Regions from separate parts of the Mus musculus genome. Here regions 2, 3, 4, 5, 6 and 7 are each linked to region 1. A link is a contact called in public ChIA-PET, Hi-C, HiChIP or PLAC-seq and promoter capture Hi-C data. All regions are on one chromosome and are shown on one strand. Each heading gives the region's core, a stretch centred on a gene start, on an enhancer-like site or on the middle of the called end of the contact. The rest is flanking DNA. Distances are from core to core; before and after follow the strand shown. Region 1 holds the start of 1500009L16Rik (RIKEN cDNA 1500009L16 gene). Region 2 holds the start of Chst11 (carbohydrate sulfotransferase 11). Region 3 holds the start of Txnrd1 (thioredoxin reductase 1). Region 4 overlaps Txnrd1 (thioredoxin reductase 1). Region 5 holds the start of Tcp11l2 (t-complex 11 (mouse) like 2). Region 6 has its middle 15 kb from the start of 1700028I16Rik. Region 7 holds the start of Ckap4 (cytoskeleton-associated protein 4).

Evidence for each region. Promoter capture Hi-C pulls out the DNA fragments that hold promoters and counts their contacts. Hi-C and Micro-C count contacts between places; a contact is called where the count stands out from the background. ChIA-PET counts read pairs in DNA pulled down with a chosen protein or histone mark. HiChIP or PLAC-seq counts read pairs in DNA pulled down with a chosen protein or histone mark.
Region 2: a contact with region 1 is called in an RNA polymerase II ChIA-PET map of memory CD8 T cells, with 7 read pairs. The contact joins the promoter of Chst11 here to the promoter of 1500009L16Rik in region 1. A contact is called at or near these places in 7 of 39 promoter capture datasets (the 3T3-L1 cell line, embryonic stem cells, hippocampal neurons and 3 more), 3 of 115 datasets of contacts at active chromatin or transcription factors (effector CD8 T cells, memory CD8 T cells and stem cell-derived neural progenitor cells) and 1 of 9 other capture datasets (embryonic stem cells).
Region 3: a contact with region 1 is called in an RNA polymerase II ChIA-PET map of memory CD8 T cells, with 14 read pairs. The contact joins the promoter of Txnrd1 here to the promoter of 1500009L16Rik in region 1. A contact is called at or near these places in 2 of 39 promoter capture datasets (embryonic stem cells and pre-B cells) and 7 of 115 datasets of contacts at active chromatin or transcription factors (astrocytes, embryonic forebrain, embryonic stem cells and 3 more).
Region 4: a promoter capture Hi-C map of embryonic stem cells shows a contact between it and region 1, with 3 times the contacts expected there. The contact joins the enhancer-like site here to the promoter of 1500009L16Rik in region 1. A contact is called at or near these places in 2 of 39 promoter capture datasets (embryonic stem cells and pre-B cells), 1 of 15 datasets of contacts at CTCF or cohesin (embryonic stem cells), 2 of 484 Hi-C or Micro-C datasets (CD4 T cells and muscle stem cells), 4 of 115 datasets of contacts at active chromatin or transcription factors (embryonic stem cells, large pre-B cells and memory CD8 T cells) and 1 of 9 other capture datasets (adipose tissue).
Region 5: a promoter capture Hi-C map of embryonic stem cells shows a contact between it and region 1, with 2.2 times the contacts expected there. The contact joins the promoter of Tcp11l2 here to the promoter of 1500009L16Rik in region 1. A contact is called at or near these places in 2 of 39 promoter capture datasets (cranial neural crest and embryonic stem cells), 1 of 484 Hi-C or Micro-C datasets (LSK cells), 1 of 115 datasets of contacts at active chromatin or transcription factors (embryonic stem cells) and 1 of 9 other capture datasets (adipose tissue).
Region 6: a Hi-C map of LSK cells shows a contact between it and region 1, with 5 times the contacts expected there. The contact joins the enhancer-like site here to the promoter of 1500009L16Rik in region 1. A contact is called at or near these places in 5 of 39 promoter capture datasets (the 3T3-L1 cell line, cranial neural crest, embryonic stem cells and 2 more), 1 of 484 Hi-C or Micro-C datasets (LSK cells) and 2 of 115 datasets of contacts at active chromatin or transcription factors (embryonic stem cells and large pre-B cells).
Region 7: a contact with region 1 is called in an H3K27ac HiChIP or PLAC-seq map of embryonic stem cells, with 5 times the contacts expected there. The contact joins the promoter of Ckap4 here to the promoter of 1500009L16Rik in region 1. A contact is called at or near these places in 11 of 39 promoter capture datasets (the 3T3-L1 cell line, 3T3-L1-derived adipocytes, cranial neural crest and 6 more), 1 of 484 Hi-C or Micro-C datasets (embryonic stem cells) and 4 of 115 datasets of contacts at active chromatin or transcription factors (embryonic stem cells and forebrain).

What each region holds. Positions count from the first base shown.
Region 1 is chr10:83,720,957-83,724,413 of GRCm38.p6, reverse strand. 1500009L16Rik (RIKEN cDNA 1500009L16 gene) reads right to left here and starts at 1,549. Exons shown (of 6, transcript NM_001145198.1): 1 at 1,380-1,549. The coding sequence starts at 1,425.
Region 2 is chr10:82,983,439-82,987,129 of GRCm38.p6, reverse strand. It overlaps Chst11 (carbohydrate sulfotransferase 11), which reads right to left and starts at 1,633. Exons shown (of 3, transcript NM_021439.2): 1 at 1,148-1,633. The coding sequence starts at 1,265.
Region 3 is chr10:82,857,302-82,860,651 of GRCm38.p6, reverse strand. Txnrd1 (thioredoxin reductase 1) reads right to left here and starts at 1,446. Exons shown (of 15, transcript NM_001042513.1): 1 at 1,352-1,446; 2 at 22-128. It overlaps Gm38560 (predicted gene, 38560), which reads left to right and starts at 1,644. Exons shown (of 4, transcript NR_156010.1): 1 at 1,644-1,695.
Region 4 is chr10:82,897,620-82,900,895 of GRCm38.p6, reverse strand. It overlaps Txnrd1 (thioredoxin reductase 1), which reads right to left. Exons shown (of 15, transcript NM_001042513.1): 15 at 3,172-3,276. Among named protein-coding and RNA genes, the nearest start is that of Eid3, 33 kb to the right of the region's middle. Within about 2 kb of position 1,900, at least 40 of the 459 cell types and tissues checked have an H3K27ac peak or open chromatin away from gene starts, as enhancers often do. A contact at or near this core is called in embryonic stem cells and memory CD8 T cells, where this site is marked.
Region 5 is chr10:84,574,659-84,578,246 of GRCm38.p6, reverse strand. It overlaps Tcp11l2 (t-complex 11 (mouse) like 2), which reads right to left and starts at 1,300. Exons shown (of 10, transcript NM_146008.2): 1 at 1,235-1,300. Gm34515 (a long non-coding RNA gene) reads right to left here. Exons shown (of 3, transcript XR_380644.2): 3 at 3,179-3,400.
Region 6 is chr10:82,795,878-82,799,234 of GRCm38.p6, reverse strand. No RefSeq gene overlaps it. Among named protein-coding and RNA genes, the nearest start is that of 1700028I16Rik, 15 kb to the left of the region's middle. Within about 2 kb of position 1,949, at least 97 of the 459 cell types and tissues checked have an H3K27ac peak or open chromatin away from gene starts, as enhancers often do. A contact at or near this core is called in LSK cells, embryonic stem cells and pre-B cells, where this site is marked.
Region 7 is chr10:84,532,225-84,535,707 of GRCm38.p6, reverse strand. It overlaps Ckap4 (cytoskeleton-associated protein 4), which reads left to right and starts at 1,820. Exons shown (of 2, transcript NM_175451.1): 1 at 1,820-2,261. The coding sequence starts at 1,842.

The sequences.
Region 1 (3,457 bases), core at 300-2,799:
CGAAGGTCACCTGGAATGGATATACTTTCCCTGGGCCTAGACTCCCAGATGTTTTAGTTAGATCCCTTGAGACACACTTAATCCAAAAGTATCACATTGACTGTGCCCCACACCCCAAAAAAAAGATAGACCAAATCTGGCCAATATTTGAATAGATTTCCACAATGGTTCCCATCCTGTAAATGTTTAAACAAGTTCAGCCAGGCTTGGTACTGCAGGCCTTTTGTCCTAGGTCATAAAGAGACGGATCTAGGAGAGTAGCAAGTTTAAGGCCAGCCAGAGCAGCACAGTGAGATCAGGGCATGCCTGGACAACTTAGTGAGACCCTATCTCAAAGTAAAGAACGATACCAGGAATACAGCCCGATGGTCAAAGGTCTGCGCAGCACGTGCAATGATCAGACCCTGAGTTCAAACCTGAGTGCTTCAATCAATCACAAAAATAACTGCCAAGCCTTAAGGACTTGGCTATGGGAGGTGACATCCCTAAGGTTTCAAAACTCAATAGCTGGACACCCACATCCGCTCCGCAAACACTGCAGTATTTGACTACCGTTTGCGCTTGCTGGTTAGAGTGGGCTGTGATACCTGACTGGACTCAGCTAGAGAAGGTAGGGAACCCTATCCAAAAAGACGCTAAAATACGTCAGCAGAGAACACCACCCCAAACAAATCCCAACATCAGCTAGTTTTATCAGAGGGTCTGAATCTTACAGTAAGTTACTTGATACAAAGCCTGGCTTAGCCAGGAAAATCTAGAAGCCCTGCCCTGCCAATCAACGAAATGAAGTCGTGCACAGACAAGTTTGGATGTATTTTTAAGTGAAAATTTATCAAAAAGAGAGGCCAGTCCAGAGCTCCATCAAGCTAATCTGTGCGTCTAGGTACCGCAGCTCCTCTATGAAAATCTTAGCGGGCAGCAGGGTGGGTCTTAAGTACGCAGACCCAAACGGATGCGTTTTTAGAGCCCTGCAGGCTGCTGTCCCCAACCCACTGGCACTCGGCCCCACCCCCAAAAAAGTCCCGATTTGCTCAGCAACACTTTCCCAGGCGCAGGGACTGGGAGCCAAGGGGTCCGGGTGAGGCCTGGATGCAAGCCAATAGAAAGGGGATGTGAGGGACCAGAAACACGTCTGGGAAATTCTGCTCCCCAGAAGGATGCAGAGACAGGCTGCAGGACCCAGGCGACTGTCCTCCCCGCTGAATCCGGGCGTGACCGCCCCCGCACAGGGGCACCGGCTTCCTCTCGGTCTTTCCAGAAGCAGGCGAGCTCCAGGCTCGAAATTGAGGATGGGCCGAAGGAACTGCGCCCCCACCCCCACCCCCGCCGCCGCCGCCGCCCCCTCTCCCGAGGGACCTACGCCCCGCAGCTCTGCTTACCTCGGCCCGCGGCCGCGCTGGTGGCCGTGGAGTTCCCGCAACCCATCGCGCCACCCGCAGGGAAGCCGCGCTCTGGACCTCAGGTCCCAGTGGAGGAGACCCAGAAGGAGGCGGCGCGCGGGACTAGGGACAGCCCTAGCCCCGCCCCGCGCGGGGACCCCCACGAACCCACCCGTCACCGCGGCAACCACGGCACCGACCAATGCGCAGCCTTCTGCGCGTTCCTGGGCCAAGCATTGGTGGCGGTTGAAAGTGGGCGGGAGTTTAAAGTAGGGTTTGGGGGTCATGGCAGAAGGCGTGGTCCGCAGCAGGTCTCACCCGCTCGCTCTCCCTCTTGTTCACCTTCGCTCTCTTTCTTCGTGGCCCCTCCCTGTCCCCAGGATGTGGAGAGGAGAGGAAGTGACAGGGAACACCTGCTCTGAGTATCCTGGGTGTACGTCTGATAAGGCTAAGGTCGACAGACTAATTGATATTCAGATCTGAAGAGGAAACCAAAACCTCTCCTGCTTTCGAAGAAAGCTGAGACAGCTCCATCCTTCCTCACTTAGAAAAACCAGCTCTGCCCCAGGTCGGTCAGACCTGGTGCTCCTCCTTACAATCAATGTCTCCCAGATCTGTAACTAGAGTTGTATACCCTGCTTTCTGATCTAAGGCAGATCTATGAATCTCCGTGGTCCCTAACTGCTGGGACCACAACTCCTGCTCTGCCCTCTGACAGCTGTGGGACTTTAGGAGCCACACTGAGAGGTTGTAAACTGCTCAGCACCTGTGCCTCAGCTAACACCATCTGCTATAATAGGTCTTGAGCTTTTGAGCAGTAATACAAATTCCTTAAAGACGAGGACCCTCCGTTCCCTAGTGTCCTCCTGGCTCACAATGCAGAATCAATAAAACTCATTGAGAGGTAAGCTCAAGCCAGGAAGTAGAGCTCCGGTTTAAACTCGCTATTTATAGAGAAGCCCTGACTGTGCCAAGTTCTTTACTAAGCTCTGGGGTTGCAAACATGTGGGAGACTGTGTCCCCAGACAGACAAATTATAAACAAATTAGCTACATCAAAACAGGGACACAAATGGAGTTATACAGGGTGGAACGGCTTAAGAAATGGGCTTAACTCTATAGGTATGTTGAGGGGTCATATAAAAGAGTGGTTCTCAGCCTTCTTAATGCTACATATGACCCTTTAATGCAGTCCCTCATACTGTGGTGACCCTCAGCGATAAATTTACTTCATTGTTACTCCACAACTGTAATATATATATATATATATATATATATATATAGAGAGAGAGAGAGAGAGAGAGAGAGAGAGAGAGAGAGAGTTTTGTGACAAAATACTTGACAAGATGTAAATTAGGAAAGGAAGGGTTTATTCTGGCTGATGATTGGAGGGAAGTTCCATCCATTGTGGTGGGGAAGGGAGGGCGTTAAAAGCACATGAAGCTGTTATAGGGCTGGAGAGCAACAGTCTTTCTCAGCCAGGGGGGTCTGAGCCAGAGTCCTAAGGTAGTGGACACTTAACTATCGCCATGATTGACCAGAGGCAGTGACTCCAAGCTCATTGTCCTATGCCAATAAAGATTAAAGTTGCAGATGCTTGTAAGAGTGAGGTGGGAAACTTTATTAAGAGGTTTACAGGGAAAAACATTAAAGGATAATGAGTCAGGCTCCTAAGACATAAAAGTTCGGTAAAAAGAGAAAGTAACTCTTTTGGTGTTACCTCCTGCCCTGTGAGTATCCTAAATGTTGTCAGTTATTCAAAGCTCTGTCTGTCCTCACAGCTACCAAAAGGCAGCTACAATGTTACAGCTGCCTCTTAACTAACTGATGGGGGGGGGTTATCTTGTGGGAGCAGCTCACCGATGCTGGGCTTGGACCTCATGGTTTGTCTGAGTTGTATCAAATCCTTGAGTGACTTGTACCCAGCTGTAAGGGTCTTTGTCTTGGTCGTCCTTGGTGAGTCTAGCTTTGGTGTTTAAACCTAGCATTCTAGTTGCACTTAACATCCATTTACACTGTAACATACGTGAGTAGCTTGGAGTTTGCATCGGGAGCCGTTTTCCCTTTGGCTACTGTGAA
Region 2 (3,691 bases), core at 384-2,883, 740 kb after region 1:
TTCCTCCCTGCTATTAGGAAAGGAAATGATTATTGTAGCGACTCTGAGGAGTCAAAATATGTCAAGGTGACCCAGTACAGGTCTATTGATCCAGAAGAAATGGGGAAAGGGGTTCCCAAGTCTAAGGCTGGGTGGCCACATACAGAACCGTCTTAGAAAGTCCTACCTGTTGGGCTTCTAAACCATGCAGCACAGCCCGGCCAGAGCACTCCAGGGCGCCCCTCTCTTCTCTAGCACCAAACTTTCCTTCTGGACCCCCGGGATGAGGGGTGCCTAGGCCCTGCCTATCCTGATAGGAGACTTGGTATTTAGCCTAAGCCAGAGAAGACGTGAGGAAGGATTCGTTCCTGTGCTGCAGAAGTCTCTAAATGCTCAGAACCCAAGAAGAAGGGATGAAACTGCACAAAGTATCTCCAAGAGCTTTGATGGTCAAAGTGCAGCCCAAAGGCTCTGGAGTTCCTAGCTGGGGGGTCTGGGGCCAGGAGATGGTAGACCAGGCCCAGGAGCAACAGCTGCAAAGTCACCACCGTGCTGGACCCTGGGGTGTTTTCGCAAAATATCTCCCCCGATGGAGAGAAGAGCAGGGAACCTACCCACTCTGTCCCCACACCTGCTCTGCTGCTGAGCTTGGAACACGTGGTAGCTGGGCTTGGGGCTTCCCAGGCGGCTGCAGGGACTCACTACCCAGCCGGGGCGTGCACCACTCGCCCGGGGGTCCCCAACCAGGAAGAGGCAGCGCTGCCTGGCGCAGAACAGCCGGCTGCCAGCGCCTGCTTCACCTCAGCCCTCAGCAGCAACCCGGACAGAGTTTTGTAGTCTTCCCATCAACCCGGGCAGCTTCCAACAAGCCCTACCTTTCTATGCCACCTAGCCAATAGACAAGACACAAAGAAAAAAAGAAAAGAAAAGAAAAGAAAAAGGAGGCAACAACACGCGCCGCTGTCTCTCCTTGCAGTCTCAACCTCTAGCCTGGAGATGGGAGGAAGAGGAAGCGCACCTTCTCTTCCCATCCCAACTCCGTGACCCGCGGATCCCGGCAGTAAAGAGCCCCGAAGAGGCCGAAGGGAAGAGGTGAGGTTGGAAGAAGCAGAAAGCAGAGCGAGAGAGGAGAAAATATCCAACAAAACCACGCTAACGCGCCCCCTACCTGGGTGCAACATACTTTGGAAATAGAAGATGACCAAGATAAAGGATCCGAAGCAAGTGGCCAGCACCATCCGGCAAATTCTGTTCATCCTCATCACTTCCAGCAGCGCCGGCTTCATGGCTTTGTCCTGGCCGCGGGGACCCGGCTGTCCGGGAGGCGCGTCCCGAGCGCAGAAGCGGGGACCCCGCCGCGGGGGTACCAGCACCGGGGAGGCTCAGAACAGAGCTGGCTGGGCTCCGGAGCTGGCTCCCGCTAGCTTCACCGAGGCTCTCCGAGGCCCCGACTCTGGTCTAGAGGGTGAAAGGCGCAGGAGTTGGTGTGCAAGTGTGAGGATGCGTGGCTCCGGCCGCGCGCTCCTGCCGGTCCGCCTCGCCTCTGCTCGATGCTCCGCCGCCTCCTCTGCTGGCGCCTGCGGCCGCCGCTGCCTCCTCACGGGCCGGGCGACCGGGATGCGAGAAGGAAGGTGCCGCCGCCGCCGTGCACTGGCCTCTGTGACTGTCCAGGCCCCCCTCCCTCCCTCCCTCGCCAAAAGCTACTTCATTGCGCTCCAGTGATCTATATATTCCAGGGCTGGGTTTTACCAAACGCAACTCGCAGCCCCCGGCGAGGGGAGGGCGCCGGCGAGCGGGGAGGGCGGGGCCGCGCCGGGGCGGAGCGTCGCCTCCCCCCGCCCCTACCCGAGACGTGGTCGCGTCCAGCTGTTTCCCGGGGAGTCCGGAGTGCGCAGCACGCTCCCGCAGGGTCCCAAAAGCCCTCAGTCCCTGGGCGGAGCTGGGCCGCTGTCTCGAGGTTGCGTGAACGTTTCCATGACACAACCGGGATGGGGGAAAACCATGAATAAGATGCTGTAGTGCTGCCACCCGTTCTCCGGTGTGGCGAGAAGCAGGTTAGGTGACAGAGGCAAACAGGAGCCCTGCTGACACGCGACCATTTACAATCCCTGGGCGGTTTAGCAGGGGAAGTTGCCCCACGCTCCCCTAAGAGCGGATGCCCTTCTCATACTGATCAAAAACTGGGCAGTTCCGTTTTTCTTTCAAAGGACAGCTCAGCTTGAGGGCTGCTTTTGCAAAGAGGTTAAAGAGAGCGGACTTAAAGTCAAGGTTAGGGAAACTGTTCCGGCATCCCAGGATCTGGTGACTGCCGCTGCTAGCCTTTCTGACACGTGCCCTCACCCGCACCCCTCGGGGCAAAGCGGGTTTGTAGCTTTTAAAACTGTTTCACCAAAAGGTACAGCTTTCTGTAATTTATTCGAAGTGTATGAGAATCAGTCGGACGGATGTGAAAAGACGCCCCTAAAAGTCCAACAAAGTGTTGGGAGTGGAGGCTGGGAGGGGGAGATCCAAGCCAGCTTAGCCTTGGCAGGTAGAGAGAAAGATGGCGCTGCTTACCTGCATTGTGTAAAATGTTGTTAAATGCTCAGCTCCATGCATTTGGGTGGCCAAGGATCAATAAGGTGGACGCGGGTCAATGATAAGGAGATCACTTTTATGCCAGGAAAGCAGGGTTATTGTAAAGCCTGACCTTTCTACTTTACCATTAAATGCATTTACAGAATGCTGGATTCCATAAGACATTGTACCTTTGAATGTGTCTCTTCACAGGGGCACTGATAAATTCTTGTCGAATCTGAATGTAATGGGCCTTATCCTCCCCTCACATTTGACAGACTCACAAGTTGCTTTCTGATACATGTATCCAGAAACGCCTCCAAACCTCCTCTTCCTTCTCCTGAAGTTTTCCCTTCAGCAGAGAAAGTCCGCAGGCTTCCTGTGATTCAGACAAGAGTCAATTACAGGGAGATATTTATGTAGCCAGTATTATTTTGCTGCTCCTTTATGAATGAGTTGCTTGCTGAGGTGGCCGAGATATACATGCTCCAATACAAGCCACTCCCCAGGGAGTCCCCACATGATGTGAGTAGGCACTGCTGTATAGTCTCCTCCTAGTGCACTGGGTGGGAGGATGGACCCCTTGTAGGGGCATATCCCCCAGAGGGCCTGCAGGGCTGCTCATTACAGGCGTGCCATTATCTTCTTTAACCAAAGCACGATGAAGAGGGATTTGCATGCCTTTCATTCCATCATCTTTCTGCCCAAGGCAGAAAACCACACTGTTGAGCCTGGACATTCATAATAAGCCAGTTTGGGTAGTCACACACCCAAGGAAGACGTGAGAAATGTGAGTCTTTGGGGGTTTTGGAAGATTGAGTTGAACCATGTGCCGGAGAAGGACGGAGAGCCTTGCCAGGTATCCATGCTTGCATCCTCAAAATCTGGGTTGGCCCAACATACAGAATCGGAAGAGGCTGTGCCAGTGACTTGCCACGTCTTCCAGGAAGTATCCCCTAATTTCTCACTGGGCTTCTCTTTCCTCCTCTGTGCTCCAGATCCGACCCCACCTCCAGCCACTGTGCCCTATAGACAGAACTCTCCTGAAGGATCAAGGTGACTTCCTCTCCCTCCATCCCACTCTGATACCCAGTACAACTGGCACACAGCGGGTGGAAGTCACAAATGGCGAGGTATTTATCTCTTAGACTAGGAA
Region 3 (3,350 bases), core at 197-2,696, 860 kb after region 1:
GGGAACCTGCGCAGCTCCTACCTTCAGGGCTGGACCATGGCCGCCCTCCGCCGGTCGCACCTTCCGCTGGCTCGCCGCCTCCCGCGGCCTTTCCGCTCGCCCGCGCCGCTGCAAGGCCCCGCCGCCCTCTGTGGCACAAAGCAGAGCGGCAGTGAGCCTTCCTCCGGGCGGGGCTTCCGGGACGCCACGCGCCCTGGGTCACTCTCGCCAGTGGACTCCGACCCTTAAGCAGCCGGGCCAGCAAGACTCCAGGACCCCCAGAACTCAGAAAAGCTCTGCATGGCGGCTAAAAACACCAGCCTCGTAGCCACCTAACATTAACACTGCGTGGTCTGGTTTTTGATCGCTGCGCCGGGTGAATGCAACACCCAGGGCTTCCTGGAATCTGAAACCGCGGGCAAAACGAAGGTCCACAAAGACGCTATCCATCCGCTCTGGATGACATCAGAGGAGGATGGTCCTATTTCACAAAGTAATGAACTCGGAAAAGTCTGGAACTATTGAAAATGTAGCCCACAGCTAAATGAATGAATATGTGTGTGTGTGTGTGTGTGTGTGTGTGTGTGTGTGTGTGTGTAGTGTCAGTATGTCATATATACTGACACCAGCACTTAAAAGCATAGTTATTCAGTACTAGTACCAACAGTGAGATATATTTACAAAGTGCTATAGCATTATATATATATAAACATTTAGTCTTCACAATGTACTTTTAGATGTATTACCAAATTACCATGTCCATTTCATAGGTAAAGGAAACCGAGCTACATATTGTCAACCAACTTGGGCAAGTTCGAGCTGCCGGTCAACATTGGAGGCGAGACTCAATCCAGGCAGGATTGTCTCTGCTCTGTACTAGTCTGCACCGCCTCCTTCAGTTAGGGAAAGGCTGTGCTGTAGTCCCAGCTGCCCTGTTTAACTGCCTGGGTCAAGAAGGGCAAGCCACTAGGAAACATGCGATTGCCAATTCCAAGGAATTTCATGGGGCTTAGGAAGTGGAAACATTTGTAAAGGCATGAAACTCCTTAATGTTATCACGGATTTATATACTTACTCGTCACAGTGTTATATATACCTCAAGATCACTGCTCTACAAAGAATACCCACTTTCTCTGGTTGCCAGGCATCAGCAGACAAGGGCCAGACCCAAGTCCTCATATCCTGAAGCTTGTGACCCGGGCTGTCTTCTGCTTACCCTAGCTTGTTCCCAGCCTGCTCAGTCGCACATTAAACGATCCCCTCCCGGACATTTCCAAAGCACCACCCCGGAGCGATGCTCCCAGGCCCGCCAGCGACCGTCCCGGGCATCCCAGGTCCCCAGCGGTCAGCTCCACGCTGACACAGAGCTTACATGAACAAGGAAGGTGAAACCACCAGCTCTTCTCGCCCCGCGGTGTCGGCGTCCCGCACCTCCCGCGTGGACGCGAGGCCTGACGGAAGCAAACTGAGGATAAAGAGCTGCGGGTTCCTAGTGGCTCCGGGAAGCCACGCCCTGCTCTTAGTAGGCGGGCGAACTGCCCGTGTCAGAATGACAAAGCAAAAATCCAGTCCCCGCGCAGCCCCGGCAACCTGTCCCGGTTGTCCCCGCAAAGTGAGAGCTCCTAATTGGACCGTACAACATCCTCGCTGCTCGGAACCGCCCCCCGACCCAAAGGCCGCGGCTGCTATTCAAAGAATGTTGGGAACCAGAATCGAGTAAGAGTGTGGAGTGAGTAACCCGGGCTCAGCCCTAAGGCGCTGCTATCTACACAAGCTTGCGTTAGTCACATGAGGAATTTTAAAAATATTGACGCCCGGCACCCATACAGACGATCTGATGCCCCTGGCACTGGCTGTGACCCTGCCAAATAGTTGTTTTCTTAAAAAAAAAAAAAAAAAAAATCCAAAAGTTAATCTAATTGACTGCAAAGGCGGCAGTGACCTAAGGTAATGGATTAGTCAAGTCTGGTGATTCTCTTAAGGAAGTTCCCTGGTTTTTTAAAGCTATGCCTACTTCATCCTGAGTTACCCTGAGAAGAAATGACTAGTTCCCCTTACAATACTTCCTCCTCGTCCCAATCGGGCTTGGGGGTTCACCTTAAGGAAAACACTTGGCACACCACCACCAGCATCGACCAAAGAAGGCCTTGTCCTTTCATGCCTCCTGCCTCTAGGCTACTAAGAATGCTTGGTGAATGAATGAATGAATTGTCTGACCCACTATGGAAAAAAAAAAAAAAAAAAAACTAGGTGAGAAGGTTGCCAGCCTGAAGCCACGCCTTCTGAGAACTGGCCTCCCCACTTTCCTTCTAGGCTCTTCCAAGGTGACAGTAAGAAACTTGCATAAACGGACACACAGGCTGCCAGGCTGACCAGATACTTAGCCCACACTGCCCGCTGCTCATTTCTTGTGTGTGTACAAGCAGTGCTTGAACCGGAGCAGCCCCTGATACGCAAGTGTCAGGACTGGCTACAAAGTGTCTAGCTCCAAAGTGTTCAGGGCAAACGTAGTTAAGGACCAAGGGATGGCAAATCTGATTACCCCTGGCTCCCCAGCCAAGCTCTGTTTGCCGTATTTCAGGCACTGCACATTGGGACAGTCTGTAAAGGAAGGTCATGAACACCCCCTTCTTAAAAATACAGACAGTGCAACTTGTTTCAAGAGTACGACAGGGTAGAGAGAGGCTCTTCTATCACTAAGTTACAATAATGTACTAATGCTGTGATTATAGGATTCTAATAGCTTGACCCTGAAAGTGTCTTACATGGACTGGTCAGAGAGGGATCACAGTTGAGATGTTACTTTTTCTTTTTTTAAAGATTTATTTATTTTATGTATTTGAGTACACTGTCACTGTCTTCAGACATTACAGATGGTTGTGAGCCAACATGTGGTTACTGGGAATTGAACTCAGGACCTCTGGGAGAGCAGTCAGTGCTCTTAACCACTGAGCCACCTCTCCAGCCCCAGTTGAGATTTTTTTTTCTAACAGCTTATTAGAAAAGACTACATATGCCACTGCAACTCCCCACTGCTCTTAAGATAAGCAGACTATAGCACAAGTGGCTAAAACAGCTTCCCTGTTGTGAGGAGATGCAGAGAGCTCTACCCTGGTCCAGTTTAAAAGCAGTTCCTCCTTACCTTTCCCCATAGCTCAAGGACTGCTCATTGTCTACTCAAACACCTTAAACGGCTTTGACTGTGCACGTTCTTATCTTTCTTCCTTGAAAACCAATGTCTAGTCTGTCAATATTCATTTGAAAAGTCACCTCCTCTGGGTGGGGTTCCCACGGAGGATTAACTGTCCCTTGCTCTCTGTGGTCCCCAAGTACCTACTAATAAATAACTGCACATCTTCTAAATCTATCCA
Region 4 (3,276 bases), core at 651-3,150, 820 kb after region 1:
TGCAGGGAAAGTCGGAAAGGGGCAGTTGCCATGGAAACAAGGGGAGGGAGCATTACAATCTACGGTATGTCACAGCGTGCTTTCTCAGTCCCAAGAAAGTGTAAAATTCCTCCATGAGAGTTGGTTGGCAGGGAGCATTGGCGAATTCAAGCACCTTTGAAAAGCCGGGTGGAGAGGGTAAGAGTGGGGCCCTGGTACAACACTTCAGTCTTTCAGCTTCCGGCTCATTACTGAACAAAAGGTGGATCTGTCTGCCAGCTTGCAAAGTATGAGCTCACATTTTACAGATGAGGGACCTGAGGGAACAGTGACACTAAGCAGAGTCTCCATCAGTGGCTGTCCACCGGGAGGCAGAGCTGGGGTTCAGCCCCAGGTGGTCTAGGTCAGGAATGAGGTGGAAACACAATGTGCCCAAAGCTAGCTGGCTGCCTGTCACTTACTGCCCTAGTTTGCTCTTTTGTTGCTGTGATAAAATGCTGACTAAAACTAACGGGGAGGAAAGGCTTACTTCAACTTACACTCGCAGGTAACAATCGGTTACCGAGTGACGTCAGCACAGGGACCTACAGACAGGAACTGAAGCAGAGACTGTAGAGCGATGGCTCTCTGTGGTTGGAGGTCACCATAACATGAGGAACTAACTATGTTACAGGGTTGCAGCCTTAGGAAGGTTGAGAACCTGCGCCATAAGGAACGCTGTTTACTGACTTCCTTACACAAGAGCTGCCAGCCCAGGGATGGCACCTCCCACAGTGGGCCGGGCCATCCGACATCAATCATTTGTCTGGGCACTGCCCCACTGACAAACCCACAGACCAGTCTGAACAGGGCAGTTCCTCAGTGGTCCTCTCGCTCCCCACGTGACTCTAGTTTGTGTCCACTTGACAAGAAACACTAACCAGCAATTCCCCAGTGTGGTGGTTTGAATGAAAATGACCCCCAATAGGCTCATGGGGAGTGGCACTATTCGGAGGTGTGGCCTTGCTGAAGTGGGCGTGGCCTTGTTTGGCGGAAGTGTGTCACTGTGCGGGCAGGTTTTGAGATTTCCTATGTATGTGCAAGCTACAACCAGTCAGTCTCCTTCTGCTGCCTTTGGATCAAGATGCAGAACCCTGAGCTCCTCCAGCACCATGCTTGCCAGAACACTGCCATGCTCCCCATGATAAGGGATTGAACTTCTGAAACCAGAAGCCAGCCCCAATTCAATGTTTTCCTTTATAAGAATTGAATTGGTCATGGTGTCTCTTCACAGCAATGAAACCCAAACTAAGACACCCAGGGCAGGGATTGGGGTGAGGCGGAAGTGTGACCCTCAGCCCAGGCAATAGTGAGCACTCCCTGTATGTGTATCAGTGCTCCTGTCCTCCAGGCTGCTCCCCCCACCCCCTTCACAGCACTGCCACTCAAAGATGAAGTGGAAACGGAAGGGTTCTCTGGAAAGTCGGTTGGATGGTGTTTTGCTGGGGCAAACACATGAAGTGGACACAGGTGTGAATGGCTAAGGCAGACAACATTTAGCTGACGCAGACACAGGAGAGGATGTTCTGCTAAAGCACGTGAAAAGACAAATGATGAAGGGTTCTTTGCTAATGACGCACATGTGTTGGTCTGCCTTACATGGCATAGTTGAGCTGCATTTGTCAGGAGCCTATAGAGAGGAACACACCAAAAAAGTTCTGGTGGTGTGCTGCAGTTTTTTTGCTGCTTCCGAGGAATCAGGCTGATTGGCAGAGGGATATCAGCTGAGACAGACACGAATGCTGAAGTAAGATCCGAGGAGGGCATGTGATGTTTGTTTGGAGGGAGTATAAATAGGACTCCGTGGACAGGAGGAGGGAGTATAAATAGGACTCCGAGGACAGGAGGAGCTAGGAGGCGGAGCTAGGCTTGCTTACAGAGAGGGCTAGTGGATCTCAGAGTCTTCTGGGGTCCTTCCTGGTCCCTCCTGCTAACTTGTGCTAAGGCTGAGGCCTGGCTGTTTCTGCTAGGTCGTACCACCAATGCTGATTTGTGTTTGCTCTCCTGACTTTGATACTGATTTGTCTGGACTGCTGGTGTTGTCTGGGAAGTGTTTCCGAGTGGATGAGCTGTCGCTGCCTGCTGACTTCCAGACAACACAGAACCTTTCTAAACAGGTCCACTTCGCCCCTATCCTTTCTTTCCCACTACCTCTAGTGGGTGATAGGCTAAAAGGGAGGTTATAATGTTTAAGAACCATCATTAAAAATAAAGATGAAGAGCCGGGCGGTGGTGGCTCACGCCTTTAATCCCAGCACTCGGGAGGCAGAGGCAGACGGATTTCTGAGTTCGAGGCCTGCCTTGCCTACAAAGTGGGTTCCAGGACAGCCATGGCTACACAGAGAAACCTTGTCTTGAAAAAATAAATAAATAAATAAATAAATAAATAAACAAATAAAGATTAAAAAAAATTAAAGTTACACCTGCCTGTCAAGGTGTAACAAGGGAACTGAGGCTGAGTTTTGGTGCCAAAGGCTCGATTCTGGCCTCCAACCTGGTATCCAAAAACTGGCTAAAATCCTGAAAAACTGGCTAAAATCCTGAAAAAAGTGACTCCCACCTCCTGTCAGGGGGCTGTCAGGGCACTGTGAGGATAAGCCAGCTGTGTGTGTCCAGCCCTGTGCCTGGCTTTAGGAGCACTGGCGGGGCTGTTACTGATGGTAGCCTGCAGCTGCTCAGGGTAAAAAGCAAATGCATTTTGGGAAGACAGGGTGGGGCTTCTGCTTAATGACTGGTGCTACTGCGGCTCGGCTCGTACACGCAAGCAAAGAGTCTGTGACGTCAACACTGTGGTAGGCGCGGCTGAAATCACAGAGATTACATTTCCAGGGTCTGGGGAAATATTAGGTGGGTGGACAGGAAGACCGCACACCCTCACGGCCACCTGGAGCGAGACGCACCAGCTCTCCATGCACACGTTGCTGGGACACCCAGAAGGTGACTTCACGGTGTGGATGGCTTTGCTTCCCGGAAGACCAGGGTTGAAGGACCAGTCAGAACTGAAGAACCGCCAGCCTGTACGGATACCCTCAGCTGATGCTGCCCGGGCAATCGCATGGCGCCAGAGGTATGAGACGACAAGACTTCAGCCTTCAATACAAAGCCTGACTCAGCCCTGTGCGGTGTCAAAGAAGCCCAGAGCACCACTCAGTCAGAAGGCACGCGTGTGCATCAACATCTTTTATTGGTTCACATTTTTTTCCAGAAAAATTGTAATAAAAATACATGGAATTGGAATTTGCATTACAATACATTGTG
Region 5 (3,588 bases), core at 51-2,550, 850 kb before region 1:
TTTTTATCCTGGAAAGCGTTGCCCCCGCCCCCCCCCCATCCCTGATGCCTAGTTTAACACCTGTGCTGCACACCCGGGGGGTAAGGCGCCCTTCAGCCCTGGGTCACTTCAAGTGGAGCAATGTATGAAATCCATGGGGGTAGGAAAAAGGCAGAGTAGACGGGGCGGGGTGGAGGTGGAGGTGGGATGGGGACTCCTAGCCCAGGAACCAGTGTAAGAACTGGTTGAAATTATCAGTTGGGAGGTAGGTTAACTAAGAGCTGAGAGCTGAACACCACCTTGTGCTGAGCAGCCCACTAAGGACAAAGACAAGTTGCCTGGTTTCTTTACCGTTAAGGTACCAAGACAACGATGAAAGAGGGAGGTTCCATTCTCACTGGAACCACTCAAGTGTTTCTACTCTGCTTGTAACGGTAGTTTAACAAACCCTTCTTTGTTGACTGGATTCTTGTGTTTAAACACATGATTTGGGCTTCTTGTGGTTGGGGGAGGACAGAACCTACAGTCCTGTAAAGTGCTCTACCACAGAACTACAGTCCCAGTCTAATAAACGCATTTTAGAAGTAAACATTGCGAAATCGCTCATTTAATGGAAGTTTTTCCTCTTGTACTAACGTAAACACATAACTGTGTCATCCACGTGCCACCGAATCTCGTTGCTATGTTTTGTGGCGCCACCCAAAGCAAGGCAAAGCAAGGGTCTGAGAAGGCAAGGGTCTGACCCAGATGTGACCTGAGCTGGCCTCCTGGACAGTCAAGTCCAACGGAAGTCCCAGGAGTCCTGCCCGCTCGCCCACGTTCTCTGCTCGCCCCTCCCTCTAGCAGCACCACGTTTCCTGTCAAAACAAACGTTTGGGGGAGGGGACTGCCGGGACAGAACCCAGCTCTCGAGAAACCCAGCAACAAGACCCAAACATAGGGCCGAGGCCCAGCCGGGCCCCACCGCGGCTCAGTCCCACTCCTCCAGGGACGAGGGATTGGGGACCTGACCGCACGGGGAGCCCAGAGCGTCTCGCGCCGTTGAGCACAGTCGCTGGCACGCACCCAAAGGGATGTCATCACGACCAAGCGGCCCCGGCAGAGCCTGGGCCACCACTGCCACCGTGCCCCACTTCAAGCCTTGACTCCGAGGTCAAATGTCCCGAACTCGGAGGGCACAAGGAGCCCTCCCGCTGCCATAAGGAGACGCGGTCCCCTCAGATCCCACGGCCCCTCCCCTGGGATGGGTACGCACCCCCGGATCCCGCGTAGAGACTCGAGGAAAGCTAGGTGGCGGGGGTCGCGGGGCTCTGCGTATCCCCCCTCAACCAGCGTCGCAGACAAGGGGAGACTCAGCAGTCTGTCAACTCTGGAGCCCCCCCGCAGCCCCACGCGGTATTTAAAGGGCCCAGAGGTACTCCCTGGGCGCGACCATTCGGGAAGGAACTGGAGGGGGACTATAGCACCGCGGCGCCAGAATCCAGGGCAGGGTTCTGGCGAAGATCCCTAAATTCTTGAAGAGTCTGTCTACAAAAACCATAGCTTTCTCACGTTTCTATCGTGAAGGCTGAAGAAGGCTCAGACAGAAAGCCATTTGCACACGAGAAATGTGTGCTCCCTATATTCAGTGGTGGTACGGTCCGGACCGCCAGGGGCGGGGAGAGGAGTGAACACGGAATTGGGGCAGCCTACGGCCGGGAGCGCCTGGGCTGCTGTAGGGCCTAAAGCGTTCGGAGGCGGGGCCTGGCTGTGTAAGGGCGGGGCCTAAGTGCAGCGGGTGACGCCCCCAATCCTGTTTCTTTCAGTTTACCAGGTAGGATGAAATGGACTAACTCCAACCGAACGGACAGACTTCTGGTGTCCGCTCGCGGCAGTAATATAAAAACACTACATGCCCACCTTCACAATGGCCACACACACCGGGCCAAGCGAGTCAACAACATTCCAAACAGGCTGTCCCACGCACATCAGCGTCCAACCGCGTCATCCACACGTGTCAACATGTTCTTGTAAACACGGGTCCTGATTTGCCCCTTGAATTGGACGATTGGTTTCTGGGAGCCACACCTACCTAAGCTCTCCGAAGGCTTCGCCTGTGCACAAAGATAAAGTGTCTTACTTCTTCTAAGGGTTCTTTGGCGGCGCTTATCTTGGGGAGAGTTTTCAACCAGGCTTAATGTAAATAAGTGCTGGGAGGGGCTCTTGTGTGGTCAGGCTTACTAAGCATAACTTCTCGTGAGCTTGCTTCTGGGCATAAAGAAACAGAACCACTATTTTGCCAGGTACAAGTTGGTATTACTTGTGGGTAGCGTCATACAAAAAAAATAAATGAACTTTATATAAGCTGAAATATTCCTGTTTAGGACTAAAATCATATCGGATTGTGGAGGCAAATTGTCTACTATCATTCTAGAAAGAAGAAAACCAAAAGCAGACAATAGTTTAAAGCAAGATAGAAATACAATTGTACAGCATGGACTGGTCTGAGGTTATAACCAAGTCCCTAACATTTGCCTACCCAAGAGATCTTCTTGTTCAGTGGGATAAGAATGGAACTAAAGCACTCTTAGAAGCTCACTGTTAGCTACTGAACCTAGTTGGCAAGTTATTCTGAACAAGAAAACCTACCTAGAGATTTGTATCCATTTGTATCTGTCACTCTAGAAATTACACAACCTAAAGTGGAGCCACGGCTGCTAAGAATCCTTGCTGCTCTATCATGAGGACCACAGGCAATTTCAGATCTCATCATCCACACTGGACGGCTCTCAAACACTGTAGAACACTCTAGTTCTAAAGGATGCAGTGCTGTCTTCTGGACTCCTCCACACACAAGCACACACAGCCATAGCGCATGTACACTCTCCCACAAAGAGGGACATTCACCTCAATGGTAAAAGAAATCTTAAAAAGGCAGTAAAATATACAACCTGCTACAGATCAAGAGATTAAAGAGAAAGTGCTGCTGTCACCCAGGCTCTTTCCCATAAACCCACTGTTATTTATAATATCACTTGCTGGAATAAACAGATGTCAGAAGCCCCCAGTCTCAAGGCTTGCCAAACAACCGCCGCCACCCAACTGCTCTACAAACCTCCACAGCAAAAAGATTAACCAAAAATATTTCTAAATTCCTGGTGGCCATGTAACAATGACACATGAAAACAGTGTGTGCTTTGCAAAGCTTCCTACTAACCTGCTAAGTGTTGTGCTGTGTCATTAACTAGGAGCAGGTGAGCATAAATCAGCACAGTTGTCCAGTCACCCTGGGTGACTAACCCATTTTGACACTTCTTTTGAAAAGTTTAACTATGTAACTCTCGAAAACACAAAGGAGCCATTTCCCTCAGAGCAGATGAGTCCATTTGCAGCTTGTTGAGTGAGATTCTCCAAGTGGAATGGAATAGGGTAGAGAGCCAAGCTAGGAAGACAGAAGATACAGGAAACAAGTCTTCTTCTATTGCTTTCATTTAAATAACTTCTTATTCAAAAGCCCACTGTAGAATTTCTGCTCTCTGCCTGAGTTGTGCTGTTAAATAGAAGGCAGTTCTCTCACCCCCCTCTCAAAAAAAGCTTTGTATCACATCCTTGCCACACAGATCAAAACAT
Region 6 (3,357 bases), core at 700-3,199, 930 kb after region 1:
CATGGTGAAGGAGGAGCTGAGAGTTCTACATCTTCATCTGAAAGGTGTTAGTGGAATACTGGCTTCCAGGCAGCCAGGATGAGGGTCTTAAAAGCCCATACCCACCCTAACAAGGCCACACCGCCTAATAGTGCAACTCCCTGGGCCGAGCATATACAAACCATCCCATTTACTAACACACACCTGTTCACTTGTCACTTTGTTTATGCCTATGCCAATCTAAGGAGGTAAGATTTCCTCATCTTTTTTCCTCAGGTCAAAATGACAGCTGAGAAATCACACCTGAACCCAGAGATCCCATTCAACAGGTGTATGAGGTCACGGGGGATTGAAGGATTGAAGACATTTCACTTAGAAATAACACAGATCTATCTGGTGTGCCTCGAGGGACAGAAGAGGTGGGGGAAGTTACTATGGAGATCATCTCAGGGAGATTCCAGGTTAAAAAGATGCAGCGGGGACCCCTAGAGGACATGCCACGAGCATGTCTCCGTGTCACCTCCCACCTGCATGCCATTCATCTGAATCACCTCCCTAGAGAACATGCCTCCCTAGAGGACCCCTAGAGGACATGCCACGAGCATGTCTCCGTGTCACCTCTCCACGAGCATGGTCTCCGTGTCACCTCCCACCTGCATGCCATTCATCTGAATCAATTTTGCCAGAGAGCAATTCAGTCAGGCCATTAACTTATCAGGAGGTTCCGTTCAGCAGAAGCTGTAGCTGGAGTTGGCCCCACAGTGATAGCAGGCAAAGTCCCACAATTATTGTCTTGCCTAGACTTGTGCCTAGATGGACCAGTGGGGAGTACCAAAGAAAAGCAGCAAAGACCAGGTGACTGGTCAAGCCGTTAGAAGCCATTATTGAATGTCTGCATCCTTGCAATGGGCACACACACAGGGATAGGCCACCAAGGTGTGTCTACAATCAGAGTACAGGTGTAGCGTTTATAGTAAACTTTAAGGAATGTGGTTAAGGCCTGGGCTACATCTCTATCAATGCCCCAGCTTTCAGAAGGAAGTACACAGCTAGCCCCAGGAGAGGCTGGGCAAGGCACTCACCCTGCGTCTCTCAACCAGGACACAGAAAGGAATTAGGAAAAGCAAGTCACTGGGCGGTGGTGGTGCACACCTTTAATCCTGGCACTTGGGAGGCAGAGGCAGGCTAATTTCTGATTTGGAGGCCAGCTTGGTCTACAAAGTGAGTTCCAGGATAGCCAGGGCGACACAGAGAAACCCTGTCTTGAAAAAAAAAAAAAAAGAAAGAAAGAAAAAGCAAGTCCTTGATCTGGTGGAGACAAGGGCAGAGCCATGGAAATAATAACGGTCATGTGATCAGACAAAGACCAGAAAGCACTAGAAGCCTTGATAGAAAGAAAGGACTGTGCTTCTAAGAAATTGAGTTCTGAAAGGGAGAGAGGGGCAGATCTCAAAGCCTTGGAATGATATACCCTCGAAGACAGATTTTATCCAGAGGGAGTGGGAAGTCATTGAAGGGGATTGGGCAGGAACTACCTGGAGAATAAATTGGAAGAGTTTTGGGGTGAACCCTTGCAGGCTTCAAAATGACCCAAGATATTCTATACACACACACATAACTATATATATATAACTATATATAACTATATATATATATATAACTATATATATATAACTATATATATATATATATAACTATATATATATAACTATATATATATATATTGTCTGATCCTGAATCTTTCCTTTTAATTTCCAGGGCACAGGGTTGGGACTGCAGAGAAAGCTCACTGCTTAAGAGCACTGGCTGTTCTTTCAGAAGACTCAGGTTCAATTCCCATCACCCACTGTGAGCCAACCTCACAGTGGTTTGTAAACTCCAGTCCCAGGGCATCATTTGCCTCCCTGCCCACTCTGACACTAGGCACGCACATGTTGGACATACATATAGGCCGGGAAAACACCTATATGCATAACATTTGAAAGTGGTGTGTGTGTGGGTGGGTGGTGTGTGGAGTCATCAAGGGCAGAGTCCGTTGCTGAGGGCAAGTTGGGCTCCATCGGTATGTAGAACTAGTCAAACCCATTCTGATTCTGAGGCCAGTCCACACATAAGGGAAAGAACATTGGACATCCAAAAGCAACCAATGTCCCCTCAGGGAAACTAAATGTACTGGGTAGAACAAAGAAAGCAGAAAGAAATGAGAAGTCAGGAACAGAGCATCGCTTGCAAGACACACTTGTTTCCTCCTTCCTTCTTCTCTGTGACCACAGCATTGTTAGGGGAACAGCTCAGTTACCAAAAAAGAAGTGGGGGACCAGAAAAATCTTTTAGCCATGGGCTCGTCAGAAAAGACCAACTCAGCCATTGCACAGGGGCTCTTCTGGTACCGATAGGCATTTCAGCCTAGTTCTAACTATCCTGTCATTGTTGGGGTAGCCTTAAAGAGGACAGAAACGAGAAATTCCTTTCTTGCAGTCAGGCGTGTTTACCGGCTCAGATAAAGAGCAGAGACTCCGGCATTTTCCCCTTTTTGTAAGGGAGGATAATTGCAGGCAGCTGTAGGACCAGATACTACGTAACCATTTCCTCCAGGTGGCTGCTGCTTTTCTCTTTCCCTGCTTTGTTTTTATTTCGACTTTATTTCCTCTCTCCGAAACAGAGCAGGCCATCAAGCAGTTTTTTATTCTTTAAATTTTTATTTTCAAACATGATTGCTTTGCCTGTGTGTGCCTGTGCGGCACATGTGCTCGAAGAAGCCAGATCAGGATGTTGGTGTCTGGTCCGTGGGTGTAAGCTACTATGTGGGTGCTGGGAGCCAAACCTGGGTCCCCTGGATGTCGGTACTCATAACCAGCAAGTCATTGCATTAGTTCCTTTGTCAAGGATTTTAATAGAAATTTGAACAACCAGAAGTAGATGCTTTCTCCCACCCTACCCCGTTCTTTCTCACTCTTCTTTTCCTTCTTTTTTCCTCCTCCTCCTCCTCCTCCTCCTCCTCCTGTTTTTAAAGTAAGGGGCTCACATAGCCAAGTCTGTCTCGACTGTGTATATAGCTAAAGATGACCCTGAATAGGTCCATTTGCCTCCACCTCTCAAGTACCGCAATTACACACAAGCTCACATACACCCCTCTCCATGTTACATAGCGCCAGAAACTGAACCCCAGCCCAGTTGGATCATTCCACTCCCCGAGCTACACCCCCAGCCCCTGAGCACAATTTCTAGTCGAGTCTGAAGAAGGGAAATAGCCAGATGAAGGAGGAGAGGCATGCAGATGCCTCAACACCAGAACCATGCCTGGGCGAGTGATGAGAAAGAAGCCAGGAGGAACCTGGGAGGGGTGGGGGTGGGGCAGATTACAAAACACGGTCGGCT
Region 7 (3,483 bases), core at 571-3,070, 810 kb before region 1:
TTATTTTGTGGCCTTTTGCAATGGGCAGCCATTCTCTATACACAGCACACACCCTTCTAGTCAAGACAGGTGTCCTGGGCTTACCCCACTTCCTGCTCAGAAATAGCCTTCCTGTTCTCCTACTATGCAAATTCATTCTCCAAATTATTCCTCATTCTCTACTCTGTGTACAGCTCACGGTTTGCTTTCCAAGTTCTCTTTTCATTTATTGTCTCGGTTCTTAGGCGTTGGTTTTTAAAACATTAAAACATGCTTTCCCCCACCCCCACCCCCACCCCCTGCCAGGACCCAGAGCCCGTGATCACAGGCACATATGTGCCTATTCAGATTTTAAAGGTGATTTACGAAAAGAATGAGGAGCAACAAGATTGTCCTTGAGGAAGGTGCCTCTAGCAGTGGACAGACATCTCTCTGGCACACAGTGGGCCTTCAGCAAAGTTTTGCCCTTGTAAAGTTGCACATTCAGTGTCTCCTCGAAAATACTTTTCTCAAGAGGGGTATTGTCGGGCATGTGACCACCAAAGTATGGAAGTGGTGGTATTTGAACATGGGAAGATTCCAGTTTTGTTTCTAATTTTTTCCCCCTTCTAAGCAGATTGGGAGGAAGTTACAGACAGAAGAAATAGCATCCCTACTTCTGCCGCGCAGAAGTACACACTAGGACTGCGGGAGCCAGGTGCAGGGGAAAAGGTCCAGATTGGTATTACCAATGATCTGCACTGATGGTGGGCTCTGGTTTCCCTCCCAGTCATGAGTGAAGACTCACCCATGGGCTTCAGAAGCATCAGCCCAAGGTTCAAAACACGGCTGTGTGGGACCTTGAGGCATTCTGTTGGGGTCGAGGCTCAGCCTTGTGTGTTTCCTATAAAATGGGCAAATGTAATCTCAACCGTTCAAAGCTTTTGCGAGGATTTTAGAGCCCATACCAGCTGATAAGCACAGGTCTGGCACTGCTATATTTCTTTTTACAAATGTGGAAGTGACAACCTCAACCTGTGTCCCTCTAAGTGAGGGTGCTGATGGCTTCTCTACACTCAACCCAGAGCCTGTCAGGAACTGGAGCTGTGGAGAGACTGTATGATACCCCAAAAGAAAAGAGAACCAAGGGGCCTGGGGGTGTTGCATACAGTCTACTGCCCAGGCAAAGAGGGTCTGTAACTCAGTAACTCAATAACTCAGTAACTCAGCTCCCTAGGACAAGTTCTAGTCCATACCCAAGGTGCTTGGGTGCAGAGTCCTTCGAGCCCAAAAATTCTCGGGAAGAGACAGGCCTGGCCCGGCTGCAGGGCGGCCTTAGAGGAGGGGTGTTCCCGGCTTAGTGGTGGGCAAGTAGGGCGTCTGACCCCCCCCCCCCCCGTCCTGTCCCCACCTTCCAGAACCGTGCTTTCCGCTCCCCCTAGCACTCCCCCTCGGCCCGGGTGGGGATCGTGCTCAGCACAGTGCTCAGGAGGCACCCCCACCCCGCTGACTCCTCTCGAGGGTAGCCGGGGCACTGGGAGTCTCAGCCATCCGGGCAGCCGCGCCCAGCCTCGCCCCGCCGGGCTCCGCCCGCCCTCCGCGGGGTCGCAGCGAAGGGAGGAGGGGCGGCGGCCCGCTTGCGTGGCAGGCGCTCGGGCTGGGCTCGGCCTCCCTTCCCGGGAGGCGGGGTCGGCGCCGCGGCGGCGGCGGAGCCAGGCCCCCTCCTCCTTCCGCGGCCGGCCTCCTTCCTCGTCGCCCCACGTTCCCGGCCGCTCCGACGCCGCTGCGCCCGCGTGCCGCCCGCGCAGTCCCCGTGGGAGCCGGAGCCAGCGTCCCGGGCCGCGCGCCCCGCTCGCCCATCCCGCCGAGCCGCCGCCGCCGCCATGCCCTCGGCCAAACAAAGGGGCTCCAAGGGCGGCCACGGCGCCGCGAGCCCCTCGGACAAGGGCGCCCACCCGTCGGGCGGCGCGGATGACGTGGCGAAGAAGCCGCCGGCGGCGCCGCAGCAGCCGCAGCCTCCCGCGCCGCACCCGCCGCAGCACCCGCAGAACCAGGCGCACCGGGGCGGCCACCGCGGCCGGTCCTCAGCCGCCACCGCCAACGCGTCCTCCGCGTCCTGCTCGCGCAGGCTTGGCCGGGTGCTCAACTTTCTCTTCTACCTCTCCCTGGTGGCGGCGGCCGCCTTCTCGGGCTGGTATGTCCATCACGTCCTGGAGGAGGTCCAGCAGGTCCGGCGTGGCCACCAGGACTTCTCCCGTCAGAGGGATGAGCTGGGCCAGGGCTTGCAGGGCGTCGAGCAGAAGGTGGGTACTCCAGCTTTTGCGGGGTCGGGACTCTACTCCTGCCCTCCCTGAAGGGGCCCTGGTCCTTTCCTGCCCAGGCCCTGTGGCAAGAGCTGGGACCCCAGCGCCCTAGTCGCCAGGGCGGTCCCAGACCCGCTTTGTTAATGGTCTCAGAGAGGGATGGAGCGGACTCTGAGGATGGCCAGACCATTGGGGGAGGATGGGCCAAGGGCCTGTCACAGGACATTAGCGGTGACCTGTAAGGAAGCCGGCAGGCTCTACGTAGCCCATTCTTTTTGCATTAGGAACCGTTGAATGGACAGAGTTGCCCGAACAGGAGCCTGGAAGGGAAATCATCGCATCCCCGGAAGCCTCTAGTCAAGACTTCACCTTGGCTATGCCAGTAGGAGTCACCCGAGCCAGTTTTTAATAGACCTAGAGTTTTGGGGGTGGGGGTGGGGGAAGCTAGTGAGCTTAGTCATTTGCTAAGTTCAGATGAAACGTCTATCTTTAGGTCCCTTGTCCTTAGCTGGACCAAGGAGCCCATGTGGGCCTTTGAAGTCGCCTACTCCAGCTTTAGGGGAAACACAGGCCAGAAGTATTAGATCACACTTATGTGGTGTGTAGACAGCGTATTCATGTATTTTATTTCCTCACTCAAAGAGTTAACTAGAGGGAGGAAGAGAGGGCTGACAAATTTGACTCCATTTTCCAGACCCGAATATTGAGGTTTAAGAGACACAAAGTGAGTTGACACAGACCACAGCTGGCTTGAGTCGCAGATTGTGGAAGAAAGTGTGGGCCATTCGTGAGGAAGGATTCCCCAGCGAGCTGTTTCAGGAATGACCAGACAACTCTCATGGCAAACTGCTCAGTTTCTACCCTTCCAGCCCAAGTGTAGCCCCCTTCCCTCTAGTGCCTTCTCCATCCTCTCCACCCACATCCTTGCTCAATGAAACGCACTTGCTGGACGGAAACAAAAAATCCCGCCATTTCTGAGCCCGGAACCACGGCCTCCTTTCCCAGCATGCCGCTTGCCCTGCCAAGTCCCTACTTTTTTGTTGAGTGTGCACCACTAGGAATTTCCTCTCAAGACTGGAAGAGCAACTGGAGTGAGTCAGCCTGTGAAGTGGTGTAGGCCAAGGGAGGTGACTTAGCTGGGGAAATGAAGTGGGCGATTCTGCTCTGCCTGCTGAATGTCAGACCATCCTAAGAACACAGACACCCCGCGGGAGTCTGATCG